3 separate regions of the Mus musculus genome follow, and regions 1 and 2 are each linked to region 3. A link is a contact called in public HiChIP or PLAC-seq and promoter capture Hi-C data. All regions are on one chromosome and are shown on one strand. The core of a region is the stretch at or near the end of the contact, and the rest is flanking DNA. Distances in the headings are between cores, read along the strand shown. Region 1 overlaps Papln (papilin, proteoglycan-like sulfated glycoprotein). Region 2 overlaps Zfyve1 (zinc finger, FYVE domain containing 1). Region 3 holds the start of Psen1 (presenilin 1).

What was found. Promoter capture Hi-C pulls out the DNA fragments that hold promoters and counts their contacts. HiChIP or PLAC-seq counts read pairs in DNA pulled down with a chosen protein or histone mark.
Region 1: a contact with region 3 is called in a promoter capture Hi-C map of liver. The contact joins the enhancer-like site here to the promoter of Psen1 in region 3. A contact is called at or near these places in 4 of 39 promoter capture datasets (embryonic stem cells, epiblast stem cells, hippocampal neurons and 1 more), 1 of 484 Hi-C or Micro-C datasets (cortical neurons), 2 of 115 datasets of contacts at active chromatin or transcription factors (embryonic stem cells and neural tube) and 3 of 9 other capture datasets (adipose tissue, liver and pancreatic islet).
Region 2: a contact with region 3 is called in an H3K27ac HiChIP or PLAC-seq map of extraembryonic endoderm stem cells. The contact joins the enhancer-like site here to the promoter of Psen1 in region 3. A contact is called at or near these places in 3 of 39 promoter capture datasets (the HPC-7 cell line and liver), 7 of 484 Hi-C or Micro-C datasets (cerebral cortex, cortical neurons, nephron progenitors and 2 more), 6 of 115 datasets of contacts at active chromatin or transcription factors (embryonic stem cells, extraembryonic endoderm stem cells and trophoblast stem cells) and 3 of 9 other capture datasets (adipose tissue, liver and pancreatic islet).

Annotation. Positions count from the first base shown.
Region 1 is chr12:83,789,530-83,793,388 of GRCm38.p6, forward strand. Papln (papilin, proteoglycan-like sulfated glycoprotein) reads left to right here. Exons shown (of 27, transcript NM_130887.3): 27 at 2,303-2,855. The coding sequence ends at 2,478. Among named protein-coding and RNA genes, the nearest start is that of Papln, 28 kb to the left of the region's middle. Within about 2 kb of position 2,387, at least 31 of the 459 cell types and tissues checked have an H3K27ac peak or open chromatin away from gene starts, as enhancers often do. A contact at or near this core is called in liver, where this site is marked.
Region 2 is chr12:83,576,712-83,580,513 of GRCm38.p6, forward strand. The region is part of intron 2 of Zfyve1 (zinc finger, FYVE domain containing 1); the gene reads right to left. Among named protein-coding and RNA genes, the nearest start is that of Gm51952, 17 kb to the left of the region's middle. Within about 2 kb of position 2,545, at least 104 of the 459 cell types and tissues checked have an H3K27ac peak or open chromatin away from gene starts, as enhancers often do. A contact at or near this core is called in adipose tissue, embryonic stem cells, extraembryonic endoderm stem cells and 3 more, where this site is marked.
Region 3 is chr12:83,686,334-83,690,387 of GRCm38.p6, forward strand. It overlaps Psen1 (presenilin 1), which reads left to right and starts at 1,819. Exons shown (of 12, transcript NM_001362271.1): 1 at 1,819-1,960.

The DNA.
Region 1 (3,859 bases), core at 1,137-3,636, 100 kb after region 3:
TTCAGCTTTATCCCTAACATAATGTTCATGGTGGTTGGCTGCTAAAGTCCAAATTCTAATCAGGGTGGCAGAAGGCCCTGTGGGTCTGGGCTGTGGCTCAGTGCAGAGCTCTTGCCTAAGGCCTTAGGCTCTAGCCCAGCACCGTGACAAACACGGAGAACAAATAAATAGAAAAGGCAGAGGACAGATTCTTTGATCATTGTTGGCACAGTCTCCTTTCCAAATCACGTACAGTTTGTAATTTAAAGATAAAGATTAAAAATTTATATAAAAAATGGCTGTAGGATGGAAACGTGTGTTTTTGATCATCTAGGCATGTAATAGGATACAGTCACCCTCATCCTTTTTCCACGAGACAGGCAGCCAGAGAGCTGCAGGGTGTTCCCACTTGTTCACACAGCAGATTTGTGGCCAGCTGGGACTCAAGCCCAGGCTTTTTGACTCCTGATTTTACTTAACTTATGTAGCCCAGGCTGACCTTGAACTTGTTATGTAGCCAACGCTGGTCTCACCTTTAATCTCCCTGCCTCTGCTTCCAAGGTGCTACTGTGCCTGTTCTCTTAAGCTCCATCTCAGAACTCGTGAAGCAGGACTGTTTGATGTTCAAACTTGCAGGGGCTCTGTGTTTAAGTGACAGGGCAGGAGGGGCCCCTCACAGTGCTCTCCACAGGTCTTAGTGTTTCAGGGAGATGGAACATCAAACAGCTCAGAGCCTCCAGTCAAACAGCCAGTTCTCATAACCTGAGGTGCATCCCGAAGATGCCAGAGAAAGGGTTCTTGGCTTGGCGGTAATGGTACCAACTGCCTGGTGTGCTTGAACATTGCCGTGCCACCGGGGCAGGCCTGGCTGTCCTCCTGGATGCCAGACTGCGGGTGAGAACTGGCCAGGGGTTGAAGGTGTCTGCTACAGTGTTGCTTTGTGAGACTGACACTCAGGTTTCCCTCTGTGAGCTCCCTGGGACCCTAGGGCCCAGACAAGTGCTCTGCAATATGGAGACTCACACGGCTGTGACTGTGTGTGCCTGTGTGACCACACTCTGGTCAAAGTCCCATATGGCAGGACTTCTACCTTTGATGTTTCTAGAAAATCCTACTCATCTATACACTGATCAAACTAATAAGACCAGGAAAACCCAGAATGCAGATTTACTGTGGTGAAGAGAAGAGACCTTAGGAGACTGAGGATCTGAGCATGGTGATACATGGTGACACATGCCTATGAATTCTAGAACATTATCCTGACTTAAGACAAAACCTACCACACTACCAAACTCCTCAAGGGGACCTGGATGTTTACATTTGTGATCAGCCGTAGATGTGTCTACAGTGAGGGAAGCTTGTTTGACAATGGTGGCTAGTAGGCTTTTAGGCTTTTGGTGATGTGTGGCTGCCAAGCTGATCTCCCAGACACCACCCACGGCCACAGGCCTCTTTTGCTCTCTGCTGCATGTGGCTAAGAATATGTTCCATATTCTGGAGGCATCTCTCCAGAAGCCCGGCTGTCCCCCCCCAGCCTGTCTGTATTCCTTTCACTGACCAGGCTGCAGATCTGTTCTAACTCGTTGGTTTGGAGTCACATAGTGAGTGTCTCATGACTGGGAGCACTGGAGTTAGTTGGCTTAGGCTTTTCTCACCCTGGCTTGTTCTGCCCAAGGGTTAAGTGAATAGGATATATTGTGGGGACAAAGGCTGTCTGCTAACCATTCTGTCTGCCTCATTTTCTGAGGGGAGGACACGGCTGTGGGGCCAGGGCAGCAGACAGCACTCAGGTTTTTGCTGTGTGCCTGGTGGTAGGGACAGTGCTGCAAGAGCCTGCAGAGAGAAGGGGGGTAATTGTAGGATGAGAGAGTGGAATCAAATTCTTAACAATCACCAGACACTCGTAGGATATTGAGGGTGGCACGCGGGCTTGGGCCTCCGTGTAGTCTTAGAACTTTGAAGATTCATCACGTTCTCGGGTGGAAACCAGGAAAGATGGGGATATAGGAGACAGATGCAAGCTGGGAGGTTGGTGGAACCCAGTAGCAATAGGAAGATGGCAATGGCTTACTGACTTCCGGTTTCCCTAGGACTGACCCTACTGATCTTTCCTGCCAATCTGGGCCCATATAGCTGTCATTGGCTTTGCAGTTCCAGACAGTAGGGCAGGAAGTTAAATGTGGAGCCGTCGATGGTCTAGCCAGAAATAGGAAAGCCTGGAAAAGGCTGTGCACTGGGCATAGGCCGCAGATAAGGGTCACAGGAGGGCCTGTGAGAGGCTGCAGCGAGAGCTGCCTCAGCCCTTTCTCTCCTTGTCCTGCAGCGCCAGCCGCACAGTCCAGGGACCTAGGCAAGGACTGCATCGACCAGCCGGAGCTGGCCAACTGTGCGTTGATCCTGCAGGCCCAGCTCTGTGGCAATGAATATTACTCCAGCTTCTGCTGTGCCAGCTGCTCCCGCTTCCAGCCAAATGCCCAGCCTGTGTGGCAGCAGGGATGAAGGCTGGCTGTGGCGCCAGGTCTGGATAGTTTGCTGGGGAGAAGGGATGGTAAGACATGGCTTGCAGAGGGAGTCGTCTTTCAGATCCTGCCCCTCTCAGAAATCCAGGGTTGAGCCCCAGCAGCTGCCAGTGCCGGCTTCCCTTGTAGTGCTCAGCAGGGTCTGTCTGATATGACCACAGGCTGCTGTGAAGAAGAGGAACCCTTTACACCTCCCCTCTATAGTATCTACTGCACCGAGGACCTTTTATCTGAAATGCTTTGGACCAAAGTGTTTTAAGCTATTAAGTATTTGTAGACTTTACTAATTGAACGTCCCTAACCTAAAGTTCTGAAATGCTCCGAAGCTTCAAAGACCCAATCGCCATGTCAGCTTTCAAAACTGTCCGGGTTTCGAAGCACGTTTGATTTTGGGTGAGAGGTGCTCAATTTGTACAGAGAATCCACTTAGCGCACTGCAGAGCCAGCTGGGTGGGGTGTCTGTGATGGCAGGGGGACGGTAACTGCTCAGTCAGACAAGGATTCCTGCTAGAATCCAGGTCTGTGTGTGGGGAGAGGTGAGCAGTCATTCAGGCTGTCCATCTTCCTGGGCAGTGGCAGTGGCACAGCTGCCTTCACCACCATCAGTGTGTGAAGCTCACAGTGTAATGCCAGGGAAAAGCACTCAGCAAGGTGGAGGCCATAGGCTGCGATGCAGGGGTGTGGGATGGAAAAGCCAGACAGCCTGAAAAGGTCCACTCCTTACACAGCTCACTGGCCTGCTCTGAGTAGTGAAGAGTCATGCTTCCTTAAGTAGGAATCTGTGGAGCTTATCTGTTGCTAGAGAAACTCAGACTATGCTGCAAACAGTGGCTGGGAGCTGGTGAGATGGCTCAGTGGTTAAGGCACTCACTGGCAAGCCTGATGGCTGGAATGTGCTCTCTGGAACCTCCCTGGTGGGTGGCAGAACTGACTCAGGCCAGCCGCCCTGACTGCACGCACGGAAGCACAGCTGTAAAGTCCGTAGAACAGCAGCTGCGAATGGTGCTGCAATGGTGCTGCAAGCCTACAATCCCAGGGCTCGAGAGGCTGAAGCAGGAGAGCTACAGTGTGAGGCAGTCTGGGCCACAGTGAGATCCTGCCTCAGAGTAAACAACCCATAGAACCCAGCATCAGCGGATGTGACGTGACACCCAGGGCAGTGATTTTAGTAGTCTGAGCTGCAGGAAGGCATTCATCTTTTACAATCTCCGATTTCTTAATGCTCTAGGAAGAGGCCTGGATTTAATGAGCTTCCAGGGCTCGTCCCACTTTTTCTCTGACTCCTCTGGAAGACTGTCTAGTAACACAGGTTACTATGGGAGCAAAGTTCTGACACTTGCTGGAACACAAAGCTCCCTGTG
Region 2 (3,802 bases), core at 1,295-3,794, 110 kb before region 3:
TATGTGTTGAATGTGGGTGTGTATCTGCCTTGGCACTCCATGGAGTCAGAGAGCCACCTCTGTGTCCGTCTCTGCCACACCACGGTTCAGACAGTGTCCGTCTGTGTTCTACATCCCTGCTTTCCCAGGCTCACTAGCCTGAAGGCTTCCCGGGGGTCTCTGGCCCCCGCCTCCCGTCTCAGCACACAGCACGGGATGACAGACGCACACTCTGTGTGTGGATCTGAGGATTGACACCCTCACACTTGTGTAGCCTTACCAACTGCTCATTTGGCAAAACATATTCTTTCTTTCTTTTCTTTCTCTCCTCTTTTCTTTTTTGAGACAGGATCTAACTGTCTAACTGTGTAACTGCCTCCTCCCAGAATGTTGGGGTTAAAGACGTGCACCACCACTCCGATCTAAATTTTAAAGTTTTTTTTAATTATTATTTTATGTATATGGGTGTTTTGCCTGTATGTCTATGCACTGTGTGTGTGTGTGTGTGTGTGTGTGTGTGTGTGTGTTTGCACGTGGCTCATGCTGCCCTTAGAAGCTAAAAGATGAAGTCACATAACCTGAGTTGGAGCTAGAGGCAGTTGTGAGCCACCATGTGGGTGCTGGGAACTCTAGAGGAACAGCAAGTGCTCTTTAAACACTGGGTCATCTCTCCAGTCCCCCACCTCTTTTTTTTTTTTTTTCTTAAAATACAATGTGTGTGTGTGTGTGTGTACATGAGTGCATTGGCACAATATGGAAGGCATGGCGATTCTGTTGAAGGAGTTGGCTCTCTTTTTTCACTATGTGGGTCCCAGTGAGTTCCAGGACAGCCAGAGCTACACAGAGAAACCCTGCCTCAAAAAAACAAAAACAAAGCAGAACAAAACAAAAAAAAACAAGGGAAAAAAAAAAGCTCATCAGATCCAAGCACTTGCCGCACAAGCCCAGAGTTTAACCCTAGCGGCGAACAGGTGTGGTGGCATGGGCCTTCATCCCAGTTCTGGGGAAAGAGAGGCAAGTGAACCTCTCTGAGGCCAGCCTGATCTACATAGTTGAGTTCCAGGGCAGCCAGGGCTACAATATAGTGAATCCCTGTCTCAAGAAACAAACCAACCAAAAAATCTTAAGTGACAAAGAACAGTCCGTTTGCACCTGCGTCACTCAGCCAGTCTGGTTCCAAGTTGCTAAGGTGGCCAGCAAGACACAAACAAAAGCCCCATAACTTCTCCTAGTAAGGAGTCAGCTAAGGCCAGGGTAGCCGGAGGGAATGACTGTCTACATGCCCAGACCAGAGGCAAGGAAGCCTAGGCCTTCAGGGTCTCCCGTGAAAATCAACCCACAAGCAGCAACTGGTATCTAGGTCAGAATTAAGTGTTTCTAGCTTAACAATATGCTCTCGAAATGATGTACATAATATACAAATAAGCTAGGTGTGCTTACACACCCCTGTAATCCCAGTACTCTTGAGGCAAGACAGCAGCAAAGACAGCAGGAGGCTCTTGAATTCAAGGTCAGCAGAAGCTATGGAGCAAAATCTATCTTGAAAGAAAGAAAGAGAGAAAGAAGAAAAGCAAGCAAAGTTACCACACACATAAGTCTCTGTGTGTCTGTGTATATGTACATATGATAAAACTAACATCTGGAATATTACCCGGTATTTAGTATCCTAAGACATACTAAACCCATATGGTTTTTTGTTGGGTATAGCCTCAGACCAAGAGAAAGAACTCCAAACCCTTAGCAACCTGCCTTCTGGTGGTCTATGAGCAAGCGGCATGTGCAAGTGGCTTTTTTCTTATGTAAAGTAAGGACATATCCATTTGACCTCCACTGGCCCCACAAATAAAATAAACAGATAAACAATAAAATGAACAGATGAGGAAAACCTGCTGGGCAAACCTGAAGGCAGGCCTCACCCTCCTTCCTGTCTTCCACATTCCTTTGCTCCCTGGTAACACTACTAAACAACTGTAGACAACTTTCCCTCAGCCAGAAAAGACTCAGTTGCCTTCATTTAGATGGCTAGGAAAAGCAAAAGTCAAGAAGGGCGGTGGGGTGGGGAACAGGAGGTCCCTGGAGGGGAAACCAGAAAAGGGGATAACATTTGAAATGTAAGTAAAGAAAATATCTAATAAAAATTTAAAAAAGGAAAAAAAAAAAAAAAGAAAAAAAGAAAGCGGCCAGGGCACCAGAGCCTGACGCTGGAGGATCAGGGCTACAGAGGAGCTCTGGGTGAGCCATGACTGACTACCTGCTGAGACCACATCTCAAAAACAAAAAGACAGGTTCCCTTTGGTAAGGAAGGAAAGAAGGCTCTGGAAGGGCCATGGCCCCAGCTTCTCTCATCTGTGTGCTTATACTCATCCACCCCACCTTCACCCACTTCTGAGGTGAGCAGTCCTTGTCACCCCACCCAATTCTGACAGACTGAAATAGTCCTTGGTCCTGAAACAAAAACAAAAGCAGGAGCAACATCACCTTTGCCCCTCCTGGAGCCTGGACTCTTGAAACCTCAGGCAAGTTAGCAGCTCCACCCAGAGCTGAGCCACTGCTGGCTGGGCCTTGAAAGAGCTACTTCACTAGGAAGCCTCCAGGACATTAGATAACAACTGGCAGCCCAACCCTGTGGGGACAAGGAGGACAGCCTAAGATAAAAGTCCAATCTAAGATAAATAGCAAAGGGCACAGCCCAGTGTGTGGCACACAGTGAGAACAGGAGCCATTAGTACTTAGAATCAGCCCACTGGGAAAACACCCAAGTGTGCTGCGAGAGCAACTAGGCTCCCTCCTGCCTGTCACCCAGACAGCAACTCAGCGTGGCCTGAGGCAAGCCAGCTCCACCTAAAAGTTCTCACCACACACTTCAAATAACGCCTTTCTTCTCCCACTAAACAAAAGAAGGCATTAACAAGAAGTGGTGGCATGTATCTTGAATCTCAATACCTAGGAGGCAGAGGCAAGGAGGACCTCCATGAGTTCTAGGCCAGCCAGGGGATACATAGTGAGACTCTGCCTCACAGAGGGTCAGGAGCCACACAAGATGGGTAAAAACACTTGCTGCCAAGCCTGGTGAGGCTTGTCTCAAAAAAACAAAAACAAAAAACAAAGAAATTAAACAAAAGTGCATTATTGCCAGACAGTAGTGGCACATGCCTTTAATCCCAGCACTCGGGGAACAGAGGTAGGGAGATCTCTTAGTTCCAGGCCAGCCAGAGCTACATAAAGAGACCCTTTCTCAAGCAAAACAAAACAAAACAAAGCAACGCATTATTGATAGTGGTGCTGCAGCTGACTCTTAGTAAAGCAACACCTAACAAATATTAAGCTGAAAGGAGCCCACAAGGGGGAAGATGGCTCAGCAGTTCAGAGCATGTACTACTCTTCCACTCCGGCACCTCATCAGGAATGGAACCCAGCTCTGGGGGACCCAATGCCCCTAACCTACACTCACGTGCATAGAGCCACACAGAGACACAAACACAATTAAAAAAAAAATCAATCTTTCAGAAAGAAACCCAATAGCACCTCTATCTTACCCACTTCTCCCACTTTCCGACTTACTAAAAAACTTAATTTGTGTAACATTCCAAGTATTTTGTAAAATGAATGAACAGTTCTCAAAGATCCCTACTATTTCTATTTGGAAATCAGAGTATTTCATGGGAGGAAGGCACCAGCCGGCCGCCTCTGATCCAAGTGGGCAGCAGCAATGACTCCAAAGATCGCATCTTAGTACTCAGAATGGGTCAGGAAGCATGCACACACATGGACTTTCCCCCAGCAACCCTGGGAAGGGAAAAGCAGCAATGAAAGAGCCAATGAG
Region 3 (4,054 bases), core at 569-3,068:
GCCCGAGTGGGATACATTAGCTTCTCTTGGCACTCTATAAACATTGTCTGTCTATTTGATATTCATTGGTGGTTAATGTTTAATCACCTTTGCCCTTCCCTGGTGTCAGTCTTCCCATGTCATTTATGTAATATTTGTGTTTATATCCCTAAAAAGGAATATAGAAAACAGAAGTATCTGTAGTCTACTCAGTTCCTGTCCCCCCTCCCCTTTGAGGGTTTACTTTTACAAGAATCTATTGGAACACTGAGTGTAAATACAACTGCCATTTTTGTCCATTAGACAGTTCTCTTGCTCATAGCTTTCATTCATGAGTATTTTTTTTAAGATTTATTTATTTATTATATGTAAGTACACTGTAGTTGTCTTCAGACGCACCAGAAGAGGGCGTCAGATCTCATGGTTGTGAGCCGTCATGTGGTTGCTGGGATTTGAACTCAGGACTTTTGGAAGAGTAGTCAGTGGTCTTAACCACTGAGCCATCTCACCAGCCCCATTCATGAGTTTTATAACCTAGGTGAACTAAGATTTGTTGTAGGACAGTGAGATTTTTTTATATATATACCAGTACTCCACGAACATCTTTGCACAAAAATGTTTGTCGAAATTGCTTCTCTGTATAGTTTACAGCATTTGCCATTCTACCAAAAGATCGCAATTAATGTAGTTTGCAAATGGCTTTTAGTCTATGCTTGTTTAGCAAGTGTATTGAGCTTGTTCTGTACTGTCTACAATTTTCTGCCTTCTTCCCATATAAGTAAATGATTGAGGGTATAAGTAAATGATTGAGGGAAAACTACCCAAGGTTATGCTATGTCTCCTCCCAGTTGCCATTCCGCTGGCGGAAAAGACTAAAGTATCAAGATCTTAAGCATGAAAATAGTGAAGTCTGAGTTTATTGAAGCAGGGTTGAGAATGTTGGGAGAAAATGGAGATGGATGCTCTACTATTTAGAACGAGGCCTTCTGGGAAGTAGAAAAAAGGAAGTTTGACCCAGTGTATCTTAGTTTGACCTGTAATTTGCTAGGAATCCCAGTCCGATTTCAACTCACTGTCCTGCCCCATCTCCTCCTGAGTGTTATGATTTCAGATACAACACCATCCCGATGTATTTGTCTCTGTTGGGAGTAGAATCTAGTTCCTCGTGTGTGCTCCTTAAGCACATTAGCCGTTTTCTGGTTATTTGGGATTATGAATAATTTCTCTGTTGTTTTTTGCCCAAGTGAAATGTGTGGTGTGCTGTTGATAATTGTCTCTCCGATTAAGGAAAATCTGAGGGATGTAAAAATCAAGATAGGAAACATTCTTTGCTTTCTAGAAGCTTGCCATCTGGGAAGACTTTCAGACTCGGAACCTAGACTAATAGGATATTTCTCAGGTTCTGTTTACCCACCAATCGCTTTGGTTTATTGAGAGTACAAACAGTAAATTTTATCCGTTTTGAGGAACTGTTCAAATAAATACTGTGGAGAAATGGGAAGTGTTGGATTTAAAATGTCACTACAAAACAAGGCACGGTGTCCCCACACATGGAAACCAAATAAATAGGTTCAAGCCCATCCTTTCCTACAAGGTATGTTTGATACCGGCAGGGAACGCTCGAATCGCAGTCTCAACCAAAAACAAGGGAAAATGTCACTTGTAGACTGGAAGAACGCTAGACGCGCCTCAAACCCTAGAGAGGCCTCAGGTCGCGCACATCCTTACATCTATGCGAGTGGATTAGGCCAGCTCCAGCCCCCAGCCCTCGTGGCCTGCGCGCGCCACCGGAAGCTCCGTCCCCTCCCGGGTCTAGGGGCCAACGTCGCCGAGGCCGGAAGTTGCGACACCGGTGAGACCTCTAGGGCGGGGCCTAGGACGACCTGCTCCGTGGGCCGCGAGTATTCGTCGGAAACAAAACAGCGGCAGCTGAGGCGGAAACCTAGGCTGCGAGCCGGCCGCCCGGGCGCGGAGAGAGAAGGTGCGTGCCCAGGGTGTGCGGGGCGGAGGGTGTCTCTGCCGGTCGTGTTCACCGTCGCCTGCCTGCCGGGGGTCCGGGCGGGCCTGTGTCTCCGAGGGCCGCGCTGCGGGCGTCTCTAGGGATGAGGGGCGGGGTCCAGGCGGGCGGAGATCGAGGAACCCCGCGTGGGAAACGGGGTGAAGCCGGTTTCTCGGAACCCAGCCGGGGCCAGACTGAGAGCAGCCTTCTCCGAGCTTTGGTACCCCGGAAGTGCTGGCTTCCCCGGGCGGCCGGGAGCAGATGGCTGGCATCAGGGGTGGCCTCTCGATCAGAGTGGAGCTAGAGATAGAGGAAGCGCCCTAGGCTGGGTCGCCTTGAGCAACTGGTGAAACTCTGCGTCTGGTGCCCCGAGTGTGTCATAGTCCAGAAGTGAGTGAGTGGCACTCGGGGCTAACTTCTCAGTGTGTCTGTTGGCAGGCGAAGAGTCGTATGGCGCTTGTTCTTTCTTCAGAACTGTCACGATGCATGTGTCTGACGCTTGTAGGCGCCTTTAGTGTTTGCTAGTTCTTCCCTTTCACGTTTTCAAATGTGGCACTGCCGCGAACAGAGGCTCAGGCACATCCGCCTGGTAGTGGAGGACGGAGTGCATGAGACAATTGAGGTAACTTTTTACATAACTAGGAGAAATGAGAGTTCCAGTAACAGAAACGTAGAAGAAACGTGAGCAGGACAGGCGATCTGTTCAACTAACGCATAAGATTGACTGGGTTCAAGTTTGGAGAATGAGAGAGAAATAAGGAAGTTAGGCAGTGGTTTGGAAATAGTACTTTTGAAGTGACAGCGGGTGAAGATGGCCTGAGGTCAGAGCTGTAAACTGTAAACATGGGTCACTTAAGTAGATTTGCTGTTTGATGTTGGAGCAGAGAACTGGGTGGACACTTAGGGAACACAACAAAGAGCCAGGTAGAAGGAGGACAACGAGGCTGCTGAGGAGGACGAATGCAGAAACCACAATAGTGCAGTGTCACAGAAGCTGAGAAACACGGAAGCTTCAGGGAGCATTGTCAGCGATAGGAATGAAAGGCCTGGTGTTGTTTTAGAAGGATCTCTGTACCATTGTACCCTTGAAAGATGAGCGTGAACCACAAATACTAGTTTTAAATGTTCCCACAGACACTTTTTTAAAAAATTTTTTAGAGGTTTATTTATTTATTATATGTGAGTACATTGTAGCTGTCTTCAGACACCCCAGAATAGGGCATCAGATTTCATTACGGATGTTTGTGAGCCACAATGTGGTTGCTGGAATTTGAATTCAGGACCTTCAGAAGAGCAGTCAGTGCTCTTAACAGCTGAGCCATCTCTCCAGCCCCACAGACACATTTTTAAAGGTAACAAGAAGCAGTTGAAATTAGTCTTAATGATTTGTTAATCCAGTGTAGCTAACAGTTTCATTTTTAACAGGAAATCCGTGTCAAATTAACTTGTCCTCTCTAGATAGTTAGGAGGCTCTTCAGTGACCAGAAGCAACCCCTGACTACAGTATCCCCAGCACCTGGCACAGTGTTTCCTTGTCTAAAAGAAACCTGATTCCTATTTGCTGCTCCAAGAATCCCTATTTGGTTTTCAGATGTCTTTTCCAGTTCCTTGTTTGAGTGAAAGCAGAAAGAATTTATGCAAGTTAATTAGATGTAAATATTCGTTTTTAATTTAAAAATACTTGTATTCCATCCATTTCCACAGAAGGTAGAGACATTGACTCACAATAAAAATAACTTCATTACAGAATTATTAAAATAACTTTGGGTTGAGTCTTTATAATTTCCAGGTATAGGCGGTGCTTTAGGAGTCCCAGCTACTTGGAAGGCTGAGCTGGAAAATCACGGCCAGCCTGGATAACAGAGATGGTGAATGACTCGAGAGTAGAGCGAATTCATCCACCTGATCTAACCTAGGATGGCCTGTAGTCTGTTTGACAGTACAGATAGAGACCATGTTGAGTCTTATTCTGTGGGTGTGATATGTATGTGTGTGCACCTCTACTTTATATGCAAAGCTGAAGTCTTTGCCTATATGCTCACAAATTCAGAGGCCAGAGGAGGACAGGGGGAGCGT